Regions from separate parts of the Mus musculus genome. Here region 2 is linked to region 1. Evidence: chromatin contacts called from public HiChIP or PLAC-seq data. All regions are on one chromosome and are shown on one strand. The core of a region is the stretch at or near the end of the contact, and the rest is flanking DNA. Distances in the headings are between cores, read along the strand shown.

Region 1 (6,322 bases), core at 1,247-3,746:
TTTGGACATTTTGTGTCCCGTCCCCCCGCCCCCCAGCTGTTGGTTTTTCTCAAACTGGCACACGATGGGTTAAGGAGAATATTGACCAGAAGTCTGAAGTGTGAACCCAAGCCCTGACTTAGAGATGTAGAGTACACTATTGGTGTAGATACATGGCCTTGGATCTTTGTAATATCAGAGTTAATTGTACTCAAGGGCGGGGAGTTGGAGATCATATTACTTATCTTGTTGCCTGACCAAAGCAACTTAAGGGTGGAAGGGTTTACCTGGCTCACAGTTCTAGGGGGATACAGTCCACCATGGGAGCAAGCGGGAGTCACAGCAGCACTGCACAAGGCAGCTGGTCACAGGGCATCCACAGTCAAGAAACAGAGAGCTATGAATGCAGTTGCTGCTCAGCTGACTTTCCTCGGTGTCTTCAATCCTGGAGCCCGGCCTGTGGCCTGGTGCTGTTCACTTTAAGGGTGGGGCCTCCCATCACAACCCAGTCTAGAAATCCCCACATAGACATCCCCAGAGGTCTGTCTGTCTGTCTGTCAAGTGATTCCCGAGTCGTGACTAACAATCACAGCTGTCTTCTAACAGCCGTCTCTCTTTCCAGATCATGTATTACCAACAGGCCTTAATGAGGTCCACAGTGAAGTCTTCGGTGTCTCTTGGAGGGTATGTCCCTGATTTGTCTTGCTAAATCACGAATGATAGGTGTGTAAGAGAATGTCTGCTTTAAGTCAAACATGACAGGCAACGTGAAAACTGACCGTAGGTTCCAATGAACCATATTTTGTCACTGCTGACTTCCAACATTAGGTTACAGGTCAGGGTCTCATAAAAATCTTCAGATAGCCTTTATACCTTCCCAAATTAATAGTTTTTTTAAAAAATGATCCATCTTCCCTAAAAGTAAGCCTATGGCTATGGGCAGAATTCATGGCAAGAACCCGTGGTTCTCCTTGCACACAGATAAGAGCATTGCTTCTGTCTCAGACATCAGGAAATGCATGAACTCAGAAGGCCCCACTTAGCTTGAGGCCAAAGGGTTTCCAGTAGTGCACTGAAGTTCCCAAACATAGGCATTATTGGTTCCAGAGGTGGAATCTAGAAGATCAGTGGTCTTGGTTCATCTGTGACAATTGCAGCTTCTAAAATGGACACCAAGACACAGATTGAGTCAACTTTGGAATGTAAAATCTTCCTATGACATGTGACAAAGCCATGTTTGAACTAGGGACAGAAAATTGACAAGGGGACAGGACTGGAAGAAAAACAGCACTATCACACTAGGACAGATCTCTCTAAATAGCTTCCCATCCCAGGGCTGTCACACATTTTTTTCTGAGAAGACAGTAATAGACATGTAACTAAGCCGATACCAGAAGAGAGGCCAGGCAGGCCAATTATGCCATGGAATTATCCGGGCTCTCTGGGTTGGATTTCTAGGAAGCCCTCTTTCTATCTGCTTTTCAGAATTGTCAAGTACAGCGAGCAGTTCTCGTCCAATGACGCCATCATGTCCGGCTGCCTTCCAAGCAATCCTTGGATAACAGACGACACCCAGTTCTGGGATTTAAATGCCAAATTGTATGTATTTCAAACATTGAAATTTTAACAAATCTGGTTTGTTTGATTTTATTTTGTCGAGTGTATGTGTGTGATGTGTTTGCACGTGTGTATGATTGAGACCAGGTGTGTGGGTCCATGTGTTCATGTGTATGGAGGCCTTAGGCTGGTATCAGATGTCTTCCTTCCACCCATCTACACTTTGTTTATTAAGTGGTGGTCTCTCACTGAGCCCATAGTTCTCCAGTTCTGGCTAGTCTACCTAGCTAGCTTTCCCTGGGGATCCCGTCTCTGCCTCCTGAGGGGGCAGTTTACAGGCGGCTACCACACCTGCTAGGTTTTTACATGAGTTCTGGAGACCCAAAGTGGTTTTCACACTTTTATAGCAAATGCTTTATCCACTGAGCCATCTCCTCAGCCCAAAATGTGCTTTATTTTAGGGTGGTCTGTGGTTCAGTTGGTAGAGTGTCTAGAATTCATGAAGCCTCAGATTTGACCCCCAACACAATATAATGGTGCACCTGTAACCCCAGCACCTGGGAGGCAGGAGGATCAGGCATTCAAGGTTCCTGAGCTACATAGCAGGTTCAAAGCCAACCTGGTATACACCAGGCCCTATATCAAGTTTGAGTTTTTTTTTTTTTGAGTTGTAATTCATATGTCATACAATTTACCCATTTAAAGTGTACAGTTAAAATTTTGTTATATTGACAGGGGAATATAATCTCTACCACAATGTTTTAAAAACAAATCTGCACCCTCTAGTTGTTGGTGCCCCCAAATCTCCACTCCCTGCCCTCCCCCTAGATGGTCAGTGGTCAATCTATTTTCTGATTATCCGTATTCTTCTATTCTAGATGCTTCCTGTAAATGACATCATAGGATGTGTGGTCTTTCATTGGGCATTTTTCACTTCCTGCTAAACTTTCAGAGTTTATTCACACTGTAGCAGGATGTAGCATTTTGTTTCAGTTTTGTATAAACAAACTTCCCTGTGTGAACCCGTCTGTCTAGAGAAGGACATTTGGGCTTTTCCCAAGTGGTAACTATCATGACAAATGCTGTCACAAACATTCGTGCACATTCAGGGTAAAAGGGAAGTCTTGGTGAGTGACAGATGCTGACTGGTAGCTGTGACCACAGCATCCAGGGACCAATATGTCACTGGAATTCTAACCTGGCTTGAAGGTGGCAGCCTGAGCCTTCATAGATTGTTTTATGACGGGGATCTTTACCCCTGAAGAACAGGGATCCACTGGGTTGTGACTCTCCCTCAGCTCTGGGAGGCCACATCTCTGGTGTGAACCCCAGGGGACTTGGAGGCTGTGTCCTCCTAGTAAGTGGCAACTTGGATTGTGTGTCTATGCAGAGGCTAGGGGGCAGAGCAAAACTGGGATCAGGTGGAGACATTGGCCAAGGACCTCATGAAGGTTGGTAGACCTATCACTCCCACTGAGGCTAAGTACAGCCCCTGTCTCCCAGGGAGTGCCACATTTACCAGTCACCATCCTTGCAGGGTGGAGATCCCAACCAAGATGCGAGTGGAGAGATGGGCTTTCAACTTCAGCGAACTGATTCGAGACCCCAAGGGTCGGCAGAGCTTCCAGTACTTTCTCAAGAAGGAATTTAGTGGTGAGTTCTCTTTCCTTCCTTCCTTCCTTCCTTCCTTCCTTCCTTCCTTCCTTCCTTCCTTCCTTCCTTCCTTCCTTCTTTCCTCCCTCTTTCCCTTCCTCCCTCCCTCCTTCCCTCCCTCCATCCCTCCCTACCTCTGTTCTTTCCTACCTTCCTCCTTCCCTCCCTTCCTCCCTCCCTTTCTTTTAATTCCTCTTCTCTCCCTCCCCTTCCCTCCTCTCTGAGACAGGATTACGTGTAGCCCAGGCTACCTCTTGGTTCTTTTGACTCTCCATCCCAAGTGCTGGGAACATGCATGAGACCCTCTACTTGGTGTTAAAGGGTGCTGAAGCTCGAACCCACAGCTTGGTGGGTGCATGGCAAAGACTTCAGGGACTAAGCAGCCCCTCCTTCCAGCACGAGTCTTTTAAAAAAAGTTACTCTCCCTTTCATGGCCAGCCTAGACTTTTAGGAGTTTTGCAGTGGGTGCTTCCATACCTTGTTAAGGTCTAAACAGGATCTCCTGCTTTCCCAGGAGTAAGAGTCTAACCTGGGTCCAGGACCTTCATTTTCCATAGGCTCAGAAAGTCACTGCATTCTGAGGTGTGTGTGTGTGTGTGTGTGTGTGTGTGTGTGTGTGTGTGTGTGTGTGTGTGTATAGCACCAGGGAATGTTAACATCTTTTCTACAATCTCCTTAGCCTCACTCACAATTCCCAGGGAATTCTCCATCCGTTCTTGGTTTCCCTCATTTCATTGCCCAGAGTTCTTCTAACCCATTTCCCTGGCCTCTGGCCCTCTACCCTCACCTAAGTACATCTTCAAAGGCCAGGAAGCTGAACAAGCTAAGCTTCCCAGGCTCTTTGGAAGTCCTATTGCCTTTAGCTTAGATGTTCTGTAGATTCAACCCAACCATGCATATCTTTTAGATTTATTTTATTTTACACACACACACACACACACACACACACACACACACACACACACACACCCACACCCCAATATGTATTTCTGTATACCATATGCATGCAGTGCCCATCCAGGCCGGAAGGGGTGTCATATTCCCCAGAATTGGAGTTACAAAGGGTTGTGAGCGGCCATATGGGTGCTGGGAATTGAACCGATCCTGGAAGAGGAGCCAGTGCTAAACCACAAAACCATCTCCAGCCCTGCACAGATATGTTAAACTCGTGTCCACCCCGGACCCAGATGCCTTTTTAATTGGACTGAGTTGCAGTCGCTGTGGTCTTGAAAGCTTCCTTGGTGATTGAAGTGTAACCTCTTGCCCTGGTTTCTTCCAAGCCTTCAGAGGATGCGGGCTTTAGTGGAGGAGGTCTGTCTCTGGGTGTCTCATCCACTGAGAAACATCCGGGAACACACTGAGGCCGGATTAGAACCAATTACACGTTCAATTTCTTTGCCACCTTTGCCGACAAATTGGCTTTTATGCGATTTATTTTATCTGTTTGTCCATTCCCATCACCGGGGAGCTCCGTGATTGGGTTTGAGACTCCAAGGCTGATTACCCTAAAGCAGTTAGTCTGGGGCCCTGCTTCTGAAGCGAGTCATACTGGACGTGCTTTAGTCTGGATGGCGGCCCGATACAGAGCATTGCATTAGAACATGGCTTGCTGTAAATCATTCTCTCTAAGCAAGCCAAATCGCATAAATGTAATAGCCCTCCGAAAGATGGATGGAACAGGAGCGGGCGCCTCGGCGCCCCGTGACTAAGTGGAAATGGTGCCATCTAGTGGACAGTAAGTAAAGTAGCATGCTGAGCTTCAGCCATGCATCCCTTGATAAAAGCAAGCATCTAGAAAATTTTCCTTGCATCTCTGAAACCGTATTATATAGTCAGTCTCCTGAGGAGCGTCAGAGGGATTCATGTATGAACAGGGAACACAAACCATTGGTTTTCTTATTTAATTAAAAACTTAAAACTTAGGTATGACCCATATGCGATTCATCCCCACCCCCACCCCCACCTTTAAATTGAAGTTTCATATAACCCAGGCTGACCTCAGATTCACTGTGTGGCTGAGGGTGAACCTGACGTCCAAGTCCTCCTGCCTCTGTCTTCCAAGTGTTCTGTTGTTGTTGTTGTTTGGTTTTGAGACAGCAGCTCTCTGGGTAGCCCAGGCTGGCCTCAAACTCGTGATCCTCCTGCCTCAGTCTCTGAAGCAATAGAATTGTGTAGCCCACCACCCTGGGCTCAATCCAGTGGCTTTGATGTCTTGCGTCATCTTATATATTCACCGAACCGTACAACTGCCAACACTAGCTAATTCTGTAACAGCTCAGGGAGGAATGCCTTACCCATGGTAGGTCATTTTCAGTTCTTCCCTCACCATGGCATGCTGCACACTCCTCTCCCTCAGTCTCCGTGGATTTGGGTATTCCACGTGCTTCTTGTGATGGGGACCGTACAGTGTGTGACCTTTTCTTACTTGGTGTTCTACACTCTTCTTTATGGCTGTATCAGGTCCATTGTCTGTGCGTACCACCTGTATTCATCCATCATGGGATTTTTTAGGTTATTTTTTTAAACTTATGTCTGTGGGTGTTTTGCTTGCAGGTATGTTTGTAAGTCTGTGTGCATGTCTGGTACTCACAGAGGCCAGAAGAGGTGAGCTGGTCCTCTAGAACTAGAGTTATAGATGGTTGTGAGCCACCATGTGGGTGTTGGGACTTGAACCTGGGTCCTCTGAAAGAGCAACAAATGCTTGTACCCATGGAACCATCTCTCCAACCCTTGAATTTGGCTTTGGGCTTTATGAATACTGCAGTGAAATCTTATATGTGTTTTAAGGTGTTTATTTAACGTTTTAAAATGAGTGTGTATAAATACTCCTGTGAGTGCATACATGTATATGTAGGTGCTTGAACACATGTCTGCCATTGAGTGTGGAAGCCTGAGAAATTGACCCCAGGAGTCTTCTTTGGTCATTCTCTGTCTTAGTCATTAGTCATGAAGTCAGGGGCTCTCAATTGAACCCAGGTCTCACTGATATGGCTGATATGGCTATCCAGCTGCCTCTACCTCCCCAAAGGGTAGGAGGATTACAGGTAGGCCTCTGTGCCCACCTTAATTGTTTTTTACTTAGTAAAATATATGTAACACAAAAATGTACCATTTTAACCATTTGAGTGCCACT
Region 2 (6,322 bases), core at 2,857-5,356, 160 kb before region 1:
ACTGGGGCTTTCCTCTCAGCTGACTCTAAACTGTGTCAAGTTGGTAATTAAAGCTAAGAAGGACAGGGGTCTAGAGAGATGGCTTAGCAGTTGAGAACAATTGCTGTTCTTCCAGAGGATCCAGATTAGTTCCCAGCACTTGTGACAGGTGGCTCTCAGGCATCTGTAATCCAGGGAATCGGATGCCTCTGGCTTCCTCAGGTATGAGGTACAGCAGCAGCAGCAGCAGCAGAAATAAAACAAAGGCAGCTGTGGGAGGCTTCCTTCAGTCAACCAACCCAGGACAGAAAACAAGATATCACTCTGACATAGATGACTTCGAGAGCCACAGAAGTGTCACACGAGGAGGAGTTCAATACAGGACCCGCTCGAGGAGGCAGGGAGGCCTCACAGGCAGGCGCAGAGGCTAAAGACTGCACAGGATTCAGAGGCATCCGAAGGGCAGGGCACACTGACCACCTAGCACATCACCCTGAAGGTGCAGACATGCAGACATCTAGCTGCGATGGACACAGGGGCTGCAGAGGGCTTGTGTGGATGGCAGGAAAAAGAAGGGGAGAGGCCTGAATACCAGGCCTCAGCAGAATATGCAACAGGCTTTGGCTGAAGGCGAGGCCTGCATCTGCCTCATCCCCCAACAGTTCACCCAGAACATATGTTCAATAAAGGTTCGCCAAACTAGCGGCCTTGCCTCTTGGTCACCAGGAGATACTGAAGCCATCTCCCAAGAGGTTGTCATGATGGAAGAAGTGCAGTGGGGACAGAAAGTTGAAGGAGAGAGGACCAAAAGGAAGACTGGGCAGTCACCTGGGAGACCTCTGGAGTTTTCCTGAGAAGTGCTCGAGGCTGAGCTTTGAAAGGGGCGGCAGGGATGGAGCTAAGGATGGAGAATACTTCACCCTCAGTCATCTGCATGGTCAGCGTGGTAGGGGCTTGGACCGCTGTCCTGCCGTGCCCTAGGTGGCCATGGCCCGTCGCTGCCTCTCTAGGGCTTAGCCTCCTCCATGGAAGGTGAGGAGGGAAATAAGGAGTTTCCCTTCTGCTCTGGGACTGTGAGGCTGAGATTTGGTGACTCATGCGAAGGGTGGGTGGGTGGGTAGTGTCAGGGAAAGGAAGGAGTCTGAAAGGTCACAGATAGCCCTATGGAGAAAATGATGCATCTGTCTGGAGGGAAAAAGGAAGTGGGGGTTGCTGAGCTGAGGGCAGGGAAGTGACATGTTTAATGTTAGGGAATTTTAGAGACATGAGGACACGTCTTCACAGCACCCTCCCCACAAATGTCCAATCCTAATCTAGAACCTGTAGATATTAATCCTGTTAGTGGAGCCTTGCGACAAGGGTATTCATGACTCTAGGGCATCCAAATTCATTTGAAAGGAAAATGGGTTTAAAGACTTTCCTGCTCTTAAAATATATATATCTCCTATAGAAGCATTTCTCAGCCTCAAACCAGGTACTCAGAGATCACTGCGGCTGTGGTAAATGAGGGCAGGCTATCTCCTGAGCTAGAGGCATCCCTGCTCACGTGATACTGAGAGAACAGAAGGTGCATGCTGCCCACATGGTACTGATTTTGCAGGCTGGAGAATGGAGGTTGTAGGGTCATGGAACTTGTACCAGGTTCTGGAAAGTTCTGGAAAGCCCCTGAAGCATTGCAATGCATGGCAGTGTGGGATTTCCTCCAAGGAGGCCTTGAGAGGCCAGTGTGTGAAGCTGTGAGGGTAAGGCCTAAGATGCCTCAGACACCCATAATGTTGGAGACTCCAGGACTGTGGGACATCTGTGGAGGGAAGTAGCAGACTCGGAGTGGAGCCTGCCCAAGTCAGAGGCTAAATGTCCTTAAGGAGATACAACTGTGGTTAAGTTGGATGAATAGCTTAGTCCACTGGATCCCAGAGAATGATGCCACCAAGAGATGCTAGATGTCCACCCAGGATGCTCCACATGGAACTACAAGGTTTAGTATTTTCCCTGCTGGATTTGGTCTTGCCTTGGTGTCTTATGGTTTCCGTTGCTGTGATGAACTCCATGGCATGAGTACTAACTAGAAACCAAACTTAGGTCCTCGAGAAGAGCAGCAAGTGTTCTTAACCACTGAGCCATTGTTCCAGCTCCTAGTCTGATCTTTGATATCCTGTTTCTCCCATGTGGAATGGAATGTCTACTCTGTGTCACCATACATGAGCTGGCTCACGGTGAAGGGACTGCCTGAGACTCAGAGGAGACGTTGGGCTTTTGAAATGGTATTGCGACTGCTAATATTTGGTATGCTGTCAGAGATCAGACTAAGTGCATTTTGTGTTCCAAGGTGAACAAGGGCAGGCCCCTTGCCCACGTCCCCAGATCCCTGTATTGTCACACTATCATAACCTCCTATTCTAACGTGAATTTTATTTATTTATTTATTTATTTATTTATTTTTTCTTATGAGAAATGTCCACCCTAAATTCTCATGTTTAAATACTTGGTAGATCAGAGATCATTGCTGTGGTAAATGGGGGCAGGCCACCTCTTGAGCTAGCAGCATCACCTACCCACATGGGACTGAATTTGCAGGTCTGCAAAATCACCTGGTAGCACGCTTTTGGAAGGCTGAAAACCAGTACGGGGTGTGGGGGGGGGGGGCTAGATAAGAGAAGTGAGTCACTGGGGAGGGGCCTTGAGTTTTGGTAACCGAGATCCTTTCCCTTCTGTGTAACTGACCATTTTTATACTCCTGCCAACATGCATTCCCCTCTACAACAGATTGTATCCCTTCTTAAACTGTGAGCCAAAACAGAGCCTTCCTCTCTTAAGTTGTGTTTGTCACAGCAGTGAAAAAAAAAAAATCAACCCAACACTGCCTTCCTACTTTCCAAAACCCAATTAGAGTTCTTGCTGTGACCCCCCCCACCCAGCCATAAGCTCCATTGTACCTCAGGTCAACCTCTCTCCATAGAGTCCTCTTCCTTGTCTGTGTCTCTCTTTCCTCTCTCTTCAGCCAGCCATATTTTTCTTTTGCCTGCTACCTAGGGGACTTCTCTGGTGAAGCCAGGCCCATCCTCTATACTCTTGGTGCCTCACAGAAGCTTGCTCCAATCTAGGTGCCAGCCCAGGCAAAGCTCCATACATGGTAAGCTCTCAGCTTCCTCCTAACCATGCTGGCCCATGTAACCAGCATGCAGCCTGCGCTGTTCCTCACGTCCGAGAGCCTTTGTTGTGATTGTTTGGTGCTACTGTGGGTTTAGAGACAGGATTTTGCTCTGTAGCCCTGCCTGGCTTGAACTTGGGGCAACCTCCTTTATCTCTGGCCTTCCCAACACGATCTGCCACATCTGGCATGGTATTTTAGTATCCTTAAAGCCTTGGCCCCAATGCCTTCTCCTCCACCCAAATGTCCCTGGATCTGCCTAGGTGAACGAAAACAAGTACTTTCTAGTTCTTTCAAATGCATCTCAGAAATACTACCTTAGTTTAATGATATGGGCTTCTATGCTCTAGTCTGGCTATGAACACCTTAAATTCCGTTCTATAAGTAGATCTTCTTGGTCATTTTGTTTTGTTTTGTTTTGTTTTGTTTTGTTTTGTTTGAGATAGGGTCTCACTATGTGGCCCTGGCTGGCTGGCCTTGAAGTCACCAGAGATCTGCCAACTTCTGCCTCTGGAGTATTGGGATTAAAGTCATGTGCCACCATGCCCGGCACACAGTCCACTTTGTCACTAAAGTCATCCATCACATAACTGGTGCAGTAAACACAGTAAATTCTGTTACACTCTGTAGGCTTTTGAACTCTTTAACACGCATCCAGCAAGCTGTTAGATCCTGAGCTTTCAGGGGCTGGTTGAGGCAGAATTAGCATCTTTGCCCTTTGAAACATCACCAACACTCCCCCTGCCATACCCCCTCTTTCCTTTCTCCTCTCCTCCTCCTTTTTTCCTCTTCTGCCTTCTTCCTCTCCTCCCTTTCCATCTCTTCTTCCTCCTCCTCCTTTCCTCCCTCCCTTCTTTCTTTTCCTTCTCTTTCCCTTCCCACCCTTCTCTCTCCCCCCAACCCGCCCCGTCCCTCCTAGTTCAGCATTAGAGAACAAGCCAGCCCCAGGACCTTGTACATGCTGAGCAAGCACTCTGCTGTGGAGGTTAGCTGGCTCTTCAATTTTTTTTTTCAGTAGCCTTACCAAGCTATGATTTGCATACTCTAAACTTACTCAGTAGTCTTTAGTACAGTTACAAAGTTGCACAACTGTGACAGTGGGACTCTATGTACCTCAAAGCCCCCTCCACCGACACTCATCCGGTTTCCATTGCCGCCTGCATATTTGTATATTTGCATATTCTGGACATTTCCTACTAATAGGACCGGGTGGTCTGATTGTTAATGGTGAATCATTTTGTAACTGGCCTCTTTCACTTTGCATAGTCGTTTTGCGTTTCAGCTTCAGCTGCACTCCATCTCTTTGGATCCTGAGTGCAGTCCATGGCATAGTTTACACACTATTTTATTTACCCATCCATCAGCTATTAAACATTGAGGGTTCCAGTACTATTTTGACTGTCGTAAGTTAAAACTGTTACAAATACGCATGCGCGAAATTTCGTGTGAATGTTCTCGTTTCTCTTGGGTCTACCTCTGGGGTTAAAATGGCCACGACACAGGTTAATGCTCTTCATTGGGGTTTCCACTGTTGTGATAAAACACCATGGCCAAAAGCAACTTGGGGAGGAAAGAGTTTATGTCATTTTACAACTCTCAGGTCACAGTTTATCTCTGTGGGAAGTCAGGGCAGAAACTCAAGGCAGGAACCTGGAGGCAGGAGGAAGCAGAGGTCATGGAAGAGAGCTGCTTACTGGCTTGCTCCTCATGGCTCGCTCAGCCTGATTTCTTACAGAACCCAGGACCACAGGCTTAGATGTGGCACCACCCATACTGGGATGGACTCTGTACATCGTTAGAATTCATTAGAAACATCAAGTGTGTGTGTGTGTGTGTGTGTGTGTGTGTGTGTGTGTGTGTGGTGCTTGTTTTGAACACGGTGTCTCACTGTATAGCCCTGGCTGACCAATTTGCTATGCAGACCAGGATAGCCCCAAACTCAAACTCTTCCTCTCAAGTGGCAGAATTTAGAGGCGTTGGGCCACCGCCACCTGGCTGAAGGCTCAAATTCATTTTGCTTTGATTTTTTATTTGCACCCATTTTGTTTGCTTATCTTACTTGTGTATGTGCACACGTGCATCTATGTGTCCACACTGGCACATGGAGATCAGAGGACAGTTTGCATAAATTGGTTCTCTCCTACCAGGTGGACTTCAGAAATTCAACTCAAGCCCTCAGGCTTGTGCAGCAAGTCCCTTGATCATCAGGGTCCCTGTTTTGTCTTTAATTTTGTTATTTTATTTATTTATTCATTTGTGTGTGTGTGTGCGCGCACACATATGCATATGTACCACAGTACACATGTAGAGGCCACAGGGAAATCTGTGGGAGTCAGGTCTCTCTACCACATAGGTTCCAGGGATCGAACTAAGGCCATCAGTTCATATAGTACACCCCTGTACCCACTGAGCCATCTCACTTGCCTCTCTCTCTGTCTCTCTGTCTCTGTCTCTCTCTCTGTCTCTGTCTCTCTCTCTATGTCTGTCTGTCTGTCTCTCTGTGTGTCTCTCTCTCTCTCAATAGAATCTTAGTATTGTATAATTCAGGCTGGCCTCAAGCCTCAAGCCTCAAGCCCACTACATGGCTGAGGCTGGCCTTGAACTTGTGGAAACCCTTCCTGCCTTGGCTTCCGGAATGCTGAGATGATGGACATGAATCACCTCATCCACGTGAAAGCTCAAATTTAGGTTTGTTTGTTTGTTTGTTTTGTTTTTAAGACAAGGCCTCACTACATACATAGCCTTGGCTGGCTATAGAGACCAGGCTGGCCTCAAACTCGCAGAGTTCTGCCCACTTCTACCTCCCAAATGCTAGGATTTAAAGCATGAGCCACCCTGGCTGATTCTACAGAATCATTACCAAAAATTTCTTGGTTGCTTGAGGACCATGCTAAAGAAAGACCAACTTTTAGGAAACAAAGCCTGTGTTTTGGAGGCCAAGTGTCCTTCATGACACCCAGTGCACTGATGAATTTGAGCTGGGATTTTGTAAACAACCATGAGGACATCTTTGGAGATAAGCTCTGCACTGCCAGAGAATGTCACTGGGAAACTGTTTTCTTGGCTCAAAGCATCTGAGCCCCGGAGCTGATTGGCCTTTTAAGGTTCATACTTCTCAGGCACTGTAGGGTTGTGAAAATAGTTCTGAGCCCTAATGTTGGCTCAGGCACTGTAGGGTTGTGAAAATATCAC

Evidence for each region. HiChIP or PLAC-seq counts read pairs in DNA pulled down with a chosen protein or histone mark.
Region 2: an H3K4me3 HiChIP or PLAC-seq map of bone marrow-derived macrophages shows a contact between it and region 1, with 3 times the contacts expected there. The contact joins two enhancer-like sites. A contact is called at or near these places in 4 of 39 promoter capture datasets (the C10 cell line, the HPC-7 cell line, hematopoietic stem and progenitor cells and 1 more), 4 of 484 Hi-C or Micro-C datasets (the AML12 cell line, the HPC-7 cell line, embryonic fibroblasts and 1 more), 4 of 115 datasets of contacts at active chromatin or transcription factors (bone marrow-derived macrophages, embryonic stem cells, microglia and 1 more) and 3 of 9 other capture datasets (adipose tissue, liver and pancreatic islet).

The regions. Positions count from the first base shown.
Region 1 is chr11:109,243,320-109,249,641 of GRCm38.p6, reverse strand. It overlaps Rgs9 (regulator of G-protein signaling 9), which reads left to right. Exons shown (of 19, transcript NM_011268.2): 11 at 602-663; 12 at 1,465-1,578; 13 at 3,074-3,189. Among named protein-coding and RNA genes, the nearest start is that of Gm39440, 27 kb to the right of the region's middle. Within about 2 kb of position 2,496, at least 20 of the 459 cell types and tissues checked have an H3K27ac peak or open chromatin away from gene starts, as enhancers often do. A contact at or near this core is called in bone marrow-derived macrophages, where this site is marked.
Region 2 is chr11:109,408,620-109,414,941 of GRCm38.p6, reverse strand. No RefSeq gene overlaps it. Among named protein-coding and RNA genes, the nearest start is that of Amz2, 14 kb to the left of the region's middle. Within about 2 kb of position 4,106, at least 8 of the 459 cell types and tissues checked have an H3K27ac peak or open chromatin away from gene starts, as enhancers often do. A contact at or near this core is called in bone marrow-derived macrophages, where this site is marked.